Regions from separate parts of the Mus musculus genome. Here region 2 is linked to region 1. The links are chromatin contacts, called in public Micro-C maps. All regions are on one chromosome and are shown on one strand. Each heading gives the region's core, a stretch centred on a gene start, on an enhancer-like site or on the middle of the called end of the contact. The rest is flanking DNA. Distances are from core to core; before and after follow the strand shown. Region 1 holds the start of Adgrb1 (adhesion G protein-coupled receptor B1). Region 2 overlaps Adgrb1 (adhesion G protein-coupled receptor B1).

The links. Hi-C and Micro-C count contacts between places; a contact is called where the count stands out from the background.
Region 2: a contact with region 1 is called in a Micro-C map of stem cell-derived neurons, with 2.5 times the contacts expected there. The contact joins the enhancer-like site here to the promoter of Adgrb1 in region 1. A contact is called at or near these places in 4 of 484 Hi-C or Micro-C datasets (cerebral cortex, embryonic stem cells and stem cell-derived neurons), 6 of 115 datasets of contacts at active chromatin or transcription factors (double positive thymocytes, embryonic stem cells and pancreatic cancer cells) and 3 of 9 other capture datasets (adipose tissue, liver and pancreatic islet).

What each region holds. Positions count from the first base shown.
Region 1 is chr15:74,513,946-74,519,840 of GRCm38.p6, reverse strand. It overlaps Adgrb1 (adhesion G protein-coupled receptor B1), which reads right to left and starts at 3,645. Exons shown (of 31, transcript NM_174991.3): 1 at 2,975-3,645.
Region 2 is chr15:74,560,700-74,566,594 of GRCm38.p6, reverse strand. Adgrb1 (adhesion G protein-coupled receptor B1) reads right to left here. Exons shown (of 31, transcript NM_174991.3): 18 at 2,494-2,635. Among named protein-coding and RNA genes, the nearest start is that of Adgrb1, 47 kb to the right of the region's middle. Within about 2 kb of position 2,099, at least 129 of the 459 cell types and tissues checked have an H3K27ac peak or open chromatin away from gene starts, as enhancers often do. A contact at or near this core is called in cerebral cortex and stem cell-derived neurons, where this site is marked.

The DNA.
Region 1 (5,895 bases), core at 2,396-4,895:
AAGAGAGGGCGGCTAGGGGTTGCCCAAGATGGGGCCTGGAGCGCGGGTCTGCAGCGGAGGAGACGGAAGGGGCGGGCAGGGCCGGCGCGGCGCGGCGCGGCGCAGCGCAGCGCAGCTCGGGCGCCCTCTCTTGGTCGTCCGCAGCAGCGCGCCCGGCCCTCCCGCCCTCCACCACCGCAGCCCGGCGCCGGTCGCTTGGGCCTGGAGCCCGCGGCATCCCCTGGGGACCGACTCCGCGTCCCCAGACCCGCTCTGGGAGGCAGAACTGGGCCAGGCGGGCAGCCAGAGACCAGGGCGCCATGGGAAGCTGCCCAGGCCCCTGCCGCTCGCCGGGCCCTGCCTGGGGCCCGCTGCTCCCTGGCCTAACCGCTGTGTCCGCAGGCGCAGAGCCGCCTCGGAATCCAGCCGGCCTGGACGCCGCAGACCCAGCACATTGCGGACCCGGAACGTCGGTTCTCCAGATGAGCGCGAGGGGTCGGGGCTGCAAACGTTCCAAGAGCATAAAGCGCGTTCCCATTTCGCGGTCTCAGCTACCGAGGCCCAAGAGCCTTTGAGCAAAGGAAGGGGTCTCGGAGGGCTCAGCAAGTTGGCGGCAGCCCCTCCATGGCTCAAGGTCCATAGGAGTGCGGTATGAAGCCGAAGGCGACAAAATCGCCTCCTCTCCGCCCCCGCGCAGGATCGAGGCAGGGACAAGCGTCCTTCTCTCCCGACCCGAGGCAGCAAACTCCCTGGTCGCTCTCCCGGCGCATCGCGTGTCCGCGGGCCCTGGCACATCCCTTGGCCTTGGGGGCTTTGCTCTGGCCTCATGGGCTATGGAGCTACCCCGCCGGTTTCCAGTCCCCCGATTGAGGCGCAACAAGTCTGAAGGCAGTGCCGAACAGCTGCGATCAAGGGGAGAGGGAGGGCGTAGGGCCCCGTGCCGGGCGCTAGGCGCTCGGGGATCTCCGAACTCGCGCCGTGTCCACCTCTCGGGACCCGGAGCCCGCAGGCAGGCTTGCGGGACTGACTCGGCGGGCAACCTACACCCCCTTCCAAGGCCCCAAATTTGCGCGCGCGGGGACGCGCCCAGGAGCCCCTGCCCCCTCCTTCGCTTGCTTGACCTTGCTTGGGTACTCAAAGCCAGACCCTACGGCACCCCGGCGGCGTCCGAGAGCAGAGTTTTGAGGCCACCCGCGGTTGAGAAAGGAGCAGCTACCTCCTCGACCTCCCTTGCTGCTGCGGCTGCTGCAAGGGTCTCAGAGAAATGGAAGACTCGAAGGTTCTGGGAGATGTTACATTCGCTTTCTCCGATCCCAAATACGGGATACCGCCTATCAGATAAAGAAAAAGGACCCCAGCCTCTCTCCCCACGCCTCTGCCTGCTGTTTCTGTCCCTGCAGTAGCTCCCACCAGGGGCGTGTTTATGGCTCCAGAGCACAGAGGGTCTCCTTGGGCCCCCAGGGTGCAGACGCGCAGACCTCCCAACCCCCTCCTCAACACGTATGCCGAGCGGCTCCTCTGGGGCGGGAGTGCGCGCCCCGTGCCCACCCACGCGTCTTCATGCCTTTCAACTCCCTCCGAGTTGCCGCTAAGGAATCTGCGCCCCAGACCCAGGGGAGAGGAACGTACTGGGGACTTCAGGGAGGGAAGGGGCGCGGAAGGAGTGGACTAGGGCTGGGCTAGTCTTAGCCCAGTCCGCGCGCTCCGAGAGAAACTTGGAAGCCCAAAATAAAAGTGGAAAGGGCAAGGGTGCCCAACAGGCCCGAGAGGGTGCCAGGCTGGTGCAGCCCTCTGGGCTGCCTGGGAGTGACCAAGCAGGAGCCACCGCGGCCAGGCGGAGGGACCCAAGCACAGAGCCGCAGCCTCCGACCAACCCTCAAGCCACCTAGCTTCGCTGCGATTCTCCATTCAGCTGCCCACCTCCCCGGGGGCAGGGATAATTTCTGTTCTGCTTAGGCTGCACAGAGGACCAGAGCAAAGGGCTCCGGGCCGGATCCCGAGCCCTCAGAATTTCAGGAGGGGGCGGGGGCCATGCTCATTCCTAGAGGCAACGGCACGCAGCTCCGAAAGAGCGCAGCGGCAGCGGAGGCTGGTGGCCTCTGCCCACTGGAGAAACGCAACCGGGAGTGCTCGGTGCCCAGCTCCGCTGCTTCGGTCGGAGAGGGCAGCGGGCCGACCCAAAGTTCAGGGCAGCCTATCTGCGCCGCCTGTCCAACCGAACAGGAAAGAACACCGGGAAGGAATGAGCTAGGGCGTATGCGCGTGTCAGTTGTGATGGTGGGGGCGCGAGGACAGCCCTTTTTTCCGAATTTGGAGATAAGCCTCCGGGGGTCTCCTCTGCCATTGTCGGGTCTGTAGGTGAGAGCTGTGACGGGAAGTCTGGGGGCTTTTCTGCCCGCCTCCAGCTCTGTGCTGGGGGTGGGGATGAGATGCAGCCGGGCCCTATAATATATGTAACGGGCTCTGGGTAAGATCAGGGAATGGGGGACACACCGGGTTGTCTCTCGCGAGCCTCCTTGGGCCAGCATAGGGAGCCAGGTGGGGCTCCCTCAGACCCCTGCTAGCATCTCTGTGTCGGAACACCACGGGAACGCCTTCCCCAGCGCGCCCTGGGTCTGTGGGGGTAATAGAGCAGGGGGTGCTTCTCTGACTGAGCCTGCCAGGTTGGCCCGGCTCTGCCTGGTAAGGATGAGGGGGAGGTGAGGAGCACCAAGAAGCCTCTCCCACGTCCAGGGCGCCCCCTCCTCAGCCCGCCCAATGCGGGATCGCAGGGACCTGCCAGATTCCATTGCCGCCGCTAGAAGAGGAAGGGGGCTGGGGAAATGGGGCTTGGGGGGGGGCTTTCAAACTCCCGAGCTCCAAGCCTAATCCTGAGAGCTGCGAAGCTCCAAACGGCGAAGTTAGGAAGTCCGGGAGGCCATCCCTCCTCCGACCCCCTCCCAGAGCGAGACGCCCCCTTTCGCCGCGCCCCCACCCCCTTCGGAGCCGTTCTTACCTTCCCCAGCAGCAGAGGCCCCACGGGCGAGCAAGGACTTGATCCAGCGACTTGCAAAGCCCCCGGAGCGCACCGCGTCGCCAGCGGCCGAGCCGCGCGCCCGATCCGAGCTGGGGCTACTGTCGCTGCCGCCCCCGACTCGCTTTGGGCCCCGCCGAGACGTTCCCAAGAGCGCACCCGCGGGCGCTCTCAGGCTCCTCCCCACCCCCTGCCTGGCGGAGCCCCCCGGGCGCCAGAAGGGTCCGGATGCCCTGGCTGCGGGCTGTGCTGGGCGCGCGGGCCCGGAGGCTGGCCAGGACGCGGCGCGGACGCCTGTGCCGCCGGCTCGCCCGCTCAGCTCGCTCTGCCGGGGCCGCCGCCAACGCCGCGCCCGCCGCCGCCGCCGCCACCACCGCCTGCGCCCGCCGCTCCCTCTCCGGCCGCGCCGCCGCTCCGGTCCTCTCGCCTGCCCGGCTCTTCTCGCCTTTTTTCCCTTCCTGGGGGCGGGGGGGGGGGAGCGGAGCGGAGCCGGGGGCGGGGCGGCGCGGGCAGAAGGAGGAGGAGGCCGAGGACGCGGAGAAGGAGGAGGAGAGAGGCAAGCTGCTCCCCCGCCCGGCTGCCGGCGCTCCCCAATCTCTCGCTCTCTGAAACTGGATCCCGAATCGGGAGCCAGAGACTGCATTACGGATTACATCAGGCTTTATAGAGCTTCCAGATCACACATTAGAGGGGGAGCGCGAGCGGGGGGCGGGTTGGGAGGAGGGGAGCGGGATCACGGAGAAGGAGTGCGACGCTCAGGCGAGCGCACCTAAGACAGCCGACTCCTGCCCCACGCAGCAGGAAAGCCAAGAGTTGGGACTGTGCTCTCCTCCAGGAGCAGGGGAGTGGCTGCATCTGGGTGACAAGTGGTGGACCAACAAACGGATGGTTGGAGAAGAGGAGTTAAGGGCTGTGCACAGACCAATAGGTGTGTGGGTGGTGGAGGCAGGTGAATGTAGGTAGAGGCTGTCGGGAGGGTTGATGGATGGACAGGTAGCCATCAGGGTCAGGGTCGGTGGAATTGCGGAGGCGGGTGAGGGTGAGCAGGACTGGAAGAAAGTGGATTTGGTGGGTGGCACCATGGGGAGGGCTACATAGATGGGTGGGCCACGCAGATGGAAGGATGATGCATGCATAGGTGGATGAGTGGGTGGGTGGGTTGGATGAGTGATGGGTAAAGAGATGGAGTCAGAGGCAGGGACTGGGGCCCTTCCAGGGAGAGCAGGGGTGGGGCACTGAACCACTTCATTTGGGCCTGACCGGTCTAGACTTTCTGTCCTGTGATGCTGAGAGGAGGGGAGCCCGCCAGGGACAGAGTCAAAGGGGGGTGGGTTTTAAAGTGTCCCTGCCTGCCAGTTTCCATCCATGGGTGGAGAGAGACCTCAGTTGCTTTGTCTTCCATCATAAGATCCCTGGTTCCTCCTCTGTTAGGGACCCAAAGGGGTGCCTCTCTCTATAAGGTATGTTCACCCATACATCCCAGGACAACAATGGATGTGACCCAACACATATGTAGGCCACAATGCCATGTTTCAATGTCAAAAGATTTGACACTCTAGGTCTAGGCTGACAACAAGAGTCCTGGAAACCCTGGCCTCAGAAAAGTTGCCTTGTGTTCTTTTCCACCAAGATGCTTCTGCATCAGACCCCTTGCTCCTGTTTCACAATTTGTGATTTGCCCTGAACTCAAAACCTTTTGTACAGGGCCCACTACTTTGCACACTTTAGCAGACCAGTGGCAGTACCATTGCTACCCAAGGACACATGGGGTCCGGATGTTTGCATCTCTCTTCGGAGGCCACTGTCAACAACAATACAAACTCACAGCCACTGTCAGCACTCTCCCTGCCAGGTGTCAGGACCCACACTGCTGTCCTGTAACTCCCACTAAAACATCTTATCAGTTCCATCAACATCACAGTCAACCTACACCTCTCTCTCTCTCTCTCTCTCTCTCTGTGTGTGTGTGTGTGTGTGTGTGTGTGTGTGTGTGTGTGTTGGGAAGCACCTCAAGCCAATTAGATACCCAGGCACTGAACGTGGTACTCTGCATACCAGTTACTCCTGCAAGGCCTCACCTTGCAAGGGTGTCCTGAGGGACCGAGAGCAGGACCACACTAAAGCCCAGACCATCCTATTCGTCAGTACCCTGTTCACTTAGGCTTCTTGAGAAATGCCATTCTTCCCAAGGTATTTGAAATCCCAGAAAGGAGGCGGCATACCTCCCAGGAGACCTCTCACGACCCTCATCTGCTCCTGCTGGGCCTCTGAATCTTCCAGCCCCTGGAGTTTAGTTAGCCCTGCTTTGGCCTTTTTTAGCTGCAGTAACAGCCTGTGGTCACCAGGGGGCCTCTGATATCAGGCCAAGAGACAGCTGAGCAGCAGCGAGGCTGAGTCAGGATCCAAGCACTTTCCACACTTGTTTCTTGCTGATAAGAGAAGACAGCAGAAATCCCTGGCAGGGATCTGGGGATCTGACCTGGAGGCTCTTGGGGCAAGGCTGAGACCTGCTTGGCCTGGGATATCAGGGCAAAAAGGGGATATCCTTCTGAGGATAAGGGGCTAACCGTTCCTCTCCCTGTGTGGGAACTCATTCTTGCCCCTCTGACTGCTGCTCTCTGCAATTTTCCCTCACCCAAGTTTCTGATTCAGAGTCCAGACGGTGCAAGGTAAGACCTCAATGGGATCCCCTTCTATCTTTGCAGACGAGAGCAATGTCAGAGGCAGGGAATGCCACCCTGAAGCAGCCACATGCCAAGTCAACCACAGCCTCAGTTGTCCTGGTCCCCCTGTGAGCCCCCTCCACCAGACACAAGTAACTTGAAACAATTCCTCCAGCCAAATTGTTTCAGGATCCTACAACTTTAAGCCAGGGTGTTTGCCACCAATAGCTGTAGTTTACA
Region 2 (5,895 bases), core at 850-3,349, 48 kb before region 1:
TCCTTTGCTTGTTTATTCCTGCTAGGGTCTCGTCTCCCCTGCTGGTCTCCACCCTGTCTCTCCTGTCTTCCCTTTCCTTGGTATGAAGTTAAGCCCTCCCTCACACTCTGTCTACTTTGTCTCTCCTGTCCTGTGTTCCATGTCTCTCTCACATCTCGCACATCCCTGGCAGCCCTGTGCCTTTCTCACCTAAATGGAATAGCTGCCACCCCCTACCCCTAGCTAGGCTAGTGAACTCCTGTGCACCCCCCAGGACCTCACTCCAAACCTCCTCTTTACAAACTCCTTCTAGATGCTGGTTTGGGGGAAAGAGGATCCTGCCTGCTTCCAGGTCTTCCAATCTCCCTATAGGGCACCATCAGGTTCTGCCTAAGCCCCCAGCCCTGAGAGTTCAAATGTCAGCTTGGGCCAAGTAAGCTAGCTAAAGGTCAGGAAAACCTTAGCAGGAGCACTTTCTGGTCCCTCCCTTCCAGCATCTTAAGTAGGGTCTCACCCCTACGGAAGCCAATATGGGTGAGATAGGAGGGGTAGGTAGAAAGGAAAGAAAGACCAAAGGGAGACCTGGTGGGAGGTAAACAGAAGCCACACCCACAATAGTCGTCTGCCCACCCCCACTCCCTGCTTGAGCCCCTGCACTGAACACAGGCTGCTTTCCAGGGAGTCCTGCAGTTAGGAGGGCAGGTTGCTATCGCATCACACAAGTAAGGGAAAAGGCTCCAGGAGGTACCACCTGGCTCTGAACTCAGCTTCTGCTGCCTGGTTTGGGCTACAAGAGACTGGGAGATCTGAAAGGACGCCCTGCAGAGACACTGTTTTGTGACCACTGACCTGATAAGCAGAAGCCCCCAGAGCATCCATGCCACACAAAGCAGAGCTGGGGACAGTCCATCTGCTCCTCCCCGTCAGGGTGACCTCATTCTCCCTGTCCCGGGCACTTATCATGGTCAGGTCTACCTGTGAAGGCTCCACACCCAAACCCTCTGCTCTCTCCGAGCATCAGGGGCGTCACACCAGCTATGGCTGCTCCAGGGGTCCAGCTCACAACAGCAGTGCTCCTCCCTAAGGACAAAGGACCCCCTCCTTTTTACAAGGGAAACTGAGACTCGAACAGACAGAAGGCCGATCCAGGATAGTGCCGTGTGTAAGAAGCAAGCCCGTTTTTTTCCCGGTCTTCAGCTCCGATCTCCTACAGCCCAATCCTGGGCTGGAACAAAGGAAGTAGGGATATGGCCTCTGCAGTTCTCCCTGTTCTGGTCCTACTTCCATGTTCTGAGGCACAGCAACCTAGGAGCCCAGGCTAGACCTATGCTGCCCAGGTCAGCCTCTAGAAGTCCTGGCATGAACATGCAATAGCCATCTATATAGAACCCACCTCTTGCACGGAGTTTCTAGGGTGGCCCCAGCCATTGCCCTCGTCTTGCCCACAGACAAGTCAGTCCTGCTGAAGGATCTGCCCAGTTGCAAGGCACATGGGACCCAGACTCACCATGGGACCTGGAACTGGCCCTTCTTGGCCTCAGATTCCATGACTATCAAAGAGTTTGGTATCAAAGAGTTTGGTAGCAGCTACTGAGGTCCCTCTGGTTCTGAGTGTCCATGAGACCCCAGCTGACAATGTATGCCCTCCTCACTTTCAGAGAATAAGAGGGTGGCCAAGCATCTACATGGAGTTTGGGCTCTCAGAGAGCCAATATCTGTCTGCCCACATCCAGGAGAGCCAAGTCCTCTCCCCAGAGTCCTTCATTCCAACCCTGGGGCCTCTTCCACAAGAGTGCTGGGCTGGGCTGGGTGCCAGGTCTCAGACCCTGTCTCTTTCCCTTCCTGGGCCAGTCTGGCCCAAGAACTCTGCAGCTCCAGTCCCTACCCCCACTCTCCTGGCCTTCATGAGGCTGTAGGGACAGGAAAGCCCACCAGTTTAGAGGGCTGGGCCAGCACCCAGAGCCCCAGGCAGCAAGCTGGCCTGAGATGCTGTCACCATAGAAACCAGCAGCCCCCACAAGAATCACAGGAACAAAAAAAGGAGGCCCCTGAGACCATGGGGCCTGTCTAGGGACTTGGGCCAGGCCCAGCAGCCTCAGCCACCCCCAGAACCCTGCCTGGGGACACAGCCACCTCCGCAGCCCAGGCTCCACTGGGGCGGGGGCAGGCAGAAGCGCTGTGCGAAGGAGCTCCTCTTCTCGGTTCTCTGCAAGCAAAGCGAAGGGGTCCACAGGCCTGCTTCCCAGCCCCAGTTGTAAGGTCTCCAAGGCCCAAGGCCTCCAAGGAGAGTGGAGACAGGACCCACCTGACAGTCACTTCCTGAGGGTCTCTAAACTCCACACTGCCACCCACCAGGCTCCCACTCACCATCTCCAGGACTTCAACGGGACACTGTGGCTGCCAGGCGCTGAGACCCCTGGGGGGAGCCGGGCCTGGCCCTGAGCCTCCCGCCCGCCCGCGCTCATGTCCCCGCCCGCGTCCCGCGCCCCGAGCCCCCCGCCGCCCGGGTCTCACCGCGTCGGCGCTGAGCTGGGCTAAGATGGCGAAGGTGGAGAGCCGGTCACACAGGCAGCGCGTCCGGAGGGCATCGAGGGGCACCGTGCGGCAGCCGCGCCACGACCAGGGCCCGAGCTGCGGGGGGGCGGAGGAGGAGGGTCTGCGGGCGGCGGGACGGGAGACAGCGTCAGCGGCGGCGCGCGGGCTCCGCGCCCGCCCGGCCCGGCCCGGCCCGCACCTGCGCCCGCCGCGCGACCGCCCCGCCGCCAGGACCCGCCGCCCCGGCGCCCATGGCCGCGCTCTGCACCGCCCGCCGCGCGCTGGAGACGCGGAGCGCGGCCCGCGGGAGCGCGAGCCGCGGGAGCGGCGGGAGGGAGGCGGGAGCTGGCCCGGGGCCCGGCCGCCCCGCCCGCCAGCTTGCCCGGCCGCGAGCCCGCGCGAGCCCGAGGCCCTGGCGCGGGGGCGCGCGAGGGGCCGTCCCGGAGTACCCCAGCCTCACAGCCCGGGGCTCTTCGGAGCTGGTGACCTTGGGATGGCTCCATCCCGCGCGGCCGCGCGGCTGCATCCTCCAGGACCGGCCGCCAGGGTATCTGCGGCTCCAAGTACGGGACTAGCACAGCCCTCCCTGCAGGGAGCTGGCCAGCTGCTGGAAACTTCCCTCTGCGCGCTGACCCTGGCCCCTCCTGCTGCCTCCAGGCCTCCGCTGGCCCCATTTCAGTTAAGCAAAGTGCTAGTTAGCTATGTTCTGGATGCACCAGGATCTGAAGGATTCCAGCAAACACCCCCTCCTTCTTTTTCTACCCCCACCAACCCCCCGGGGCCTACCAGGCAGGTCTCTAAACAGAAAGTTGCCAGCTTCCATCTTTCACCCTCTGGCCCTGGGGTTGAGCTTGCCCTACAGGAAGTGCCAGGGGCCACCTTTTTGGAACTCAGTCCCAGAAGCACCCCCCAGGATTTGGGCTAACAAGAGTTGCAGGTGGGAGTGGTCTCTTGAACCCAAGGCCAGGAAGGCTTTACCCTTTCCCAGCCCAAGGCTTTGGGAGGCCAGCCAGATGTCCTCTCTATGTACCCAGGAAGCCTTTAGGCTGTAGCTTCCATTCCTAGCCAGAACGATGGCCTGAGGCCTTTTCCAGGCCCCCTCCGCAGTGCCAGCAAAGACTATAAAATCCACAGACAGGAATGGGCCTGCCTATCTACACCTGCGGTGGGTTTTCTTTGTCTGGTTGCTTTCTCTGGTGGCATTAGACAACTTCCCTGGGCACAGCCCTGACTAACACATAGCCCTGACTGCACATATATACTAAGAACGAAAAGACTAGCCAGATATCTGGATTTCCACAACACTTCTGCTGCATCCTACCTGCAGGAGCACAGTTACTTTTACCCCCTTGCCTCAGTTTCCTTGTCTCTAAAGAGAGGAGGGACTCCCAACACAGCGCAGCGCTGCACAACTCAGTGCCTGACTGGAATGCATGCTGGCAGCCAACAGCAGCCTCAGCTGTCAGGAGTCTAAGCCTTCCCTTAATTTCCAGTGACTCCTTTCTTCCTTCCCCCTCTTCTCAACAACCCAGTGAGTCAGGCCCAGGGAGGTAGGACTTGCAGCATCTGCATCTCCCTCTCGGTCCCTCTGCCCCTCAGAAAGAATTACTCCAGAGAAGCCTGACAGGTTATGGGCTAGCCTAGGGGTTGTAGCGCTGCTCTGGGCTTTGTGGGTTCCTCTCCATCCCCTATGCTGGTTAGCTCACTCTGAGATGCAGTGCACACCAAACTACAAGGCTCCCAGCCCATGAATGCCAGGATTTGAGGCCCAAGGTTCTACCTGAGGGCCCTCTTTGTCCACAGCGAGAGCAGGAATACAGAGTAGATAGAGGAAAAGGAAAGGTCCTCCAATGCAGAGTTTTAGCCCTCAGGAAAGCCTCTGAACCTTGAGACCCTGTCCCATCAGCACTTTGCCAGTCCCCAAAGGGCAGCCGCAGTATCAACTCCAGGGAACCGAGACAACCACTACTCAAGTACCAGCCTGTTACCCTGCACAGCCATCACTATATAGCTGGTTATAGCCCAGGACAAACATATATTATCCCCACCAGAGAAGACTTCAGATCCTATTGGGAGGGACCTAGGGTACAAAGAGAACAGGAAAGGAATTGTGGGCTCTCCCCCCCAAAGCCCCTTGCTCTGAACAGGACCCCAGATTCTGCACCATCCCTAGAGGTTTTCAAAGATCACACTTGTGTGCCAGGCATGCCTCTGGCTACCTCTACCCCCTGAAGCCCCACCCTTCAGGTCAGGAGCCATGGCGTCCCAGCCAGCTCTCACGGTACCCCCTCTCAAGGTTAGGAGTGACAAAGGGACAGTCTCACGCCACAGACGACAGACCAGACACAGAAGGCCAGCACAGACTAACAAATGTCATCGGCATGCACACATTCTAAGAAAGCCCTGTGTGCTGGGCCAGCATGCTGCCGCTGGCCTGACCACGTTGTTTGGCCATGTGGCTGACTCTTTACAACAGGACACTGGGATCTCAGCTATCATAGCTGCCTGACGGTTGCTGGGAAGACTTCAGAGGGCAGCACCCTGAGGCAGGGTGAGGGAAACTAGGCTGGCAGCCTGGCAGCTTCCCAGACACCCTGTCAGGTCCACTGGGCGCCAGGCTGACCAATGCTGGCCACCACCTGGGAGACCGCCAGCCTGAGAGCCAGAGATGCCCAGGATCTCTGCTTTGGCACCAATTAGCTTAGCCTCCCAGGGGCAGGGGAGGAATGGCTGCTGCCTTACCCAGCTGAGGGTCACCAGGGCCAGACTGTCCAGTTCCAGGTTGTGGGAGGCAGAGAAGGTACCTGTGTGGGCCCAGAGACCCAGCCAGCCAGCCAGCCGGGCTTGGCATGGAAAGAGGGCAGAGCTAGCCTCTGTAAGTTGCCCAGACTGCCATATGGGCCCGCCTCTGCCTGCCTACCTCTCTAGTCAAGTGCCACGTGTGTTAGGAGTACCGTGGGCACCCCACGTGCAGCCCAGGGACAAGTCCTCTCCTCACCTCCCTCCCCAGCTTCCGCTCTGCTCTGAGGCACCTGTGTGTTTCATCTTCCATTCTCTGCCGCGGCCTCGGGTCAGCTTTGTAGACGCTGAAAGGAAGCTGTGGGGGTGCGGCTGACCACACAGCAAGATGGCAGCGGGGCCTAGATTCCAGCTTTTCTCCACTGCTGCCCCCCAATTGTCCCCATCTGAACCCTGGCTGAAAGTAGATCTGATCAGGCCCCTTTCAGCAACCCAGAATCCAGATGGGCCCCAAGCCAGGAAGAGAACTCAGTCTGAGAAGCCATGGAAGAGCTACTCCCAAAGCCCTGGACCACAGGCCTTTCAGCACAAGGGTGAAGGTTGCCCTAGTCAGTAGACTCTTGTACTTTTGACACCCTACCT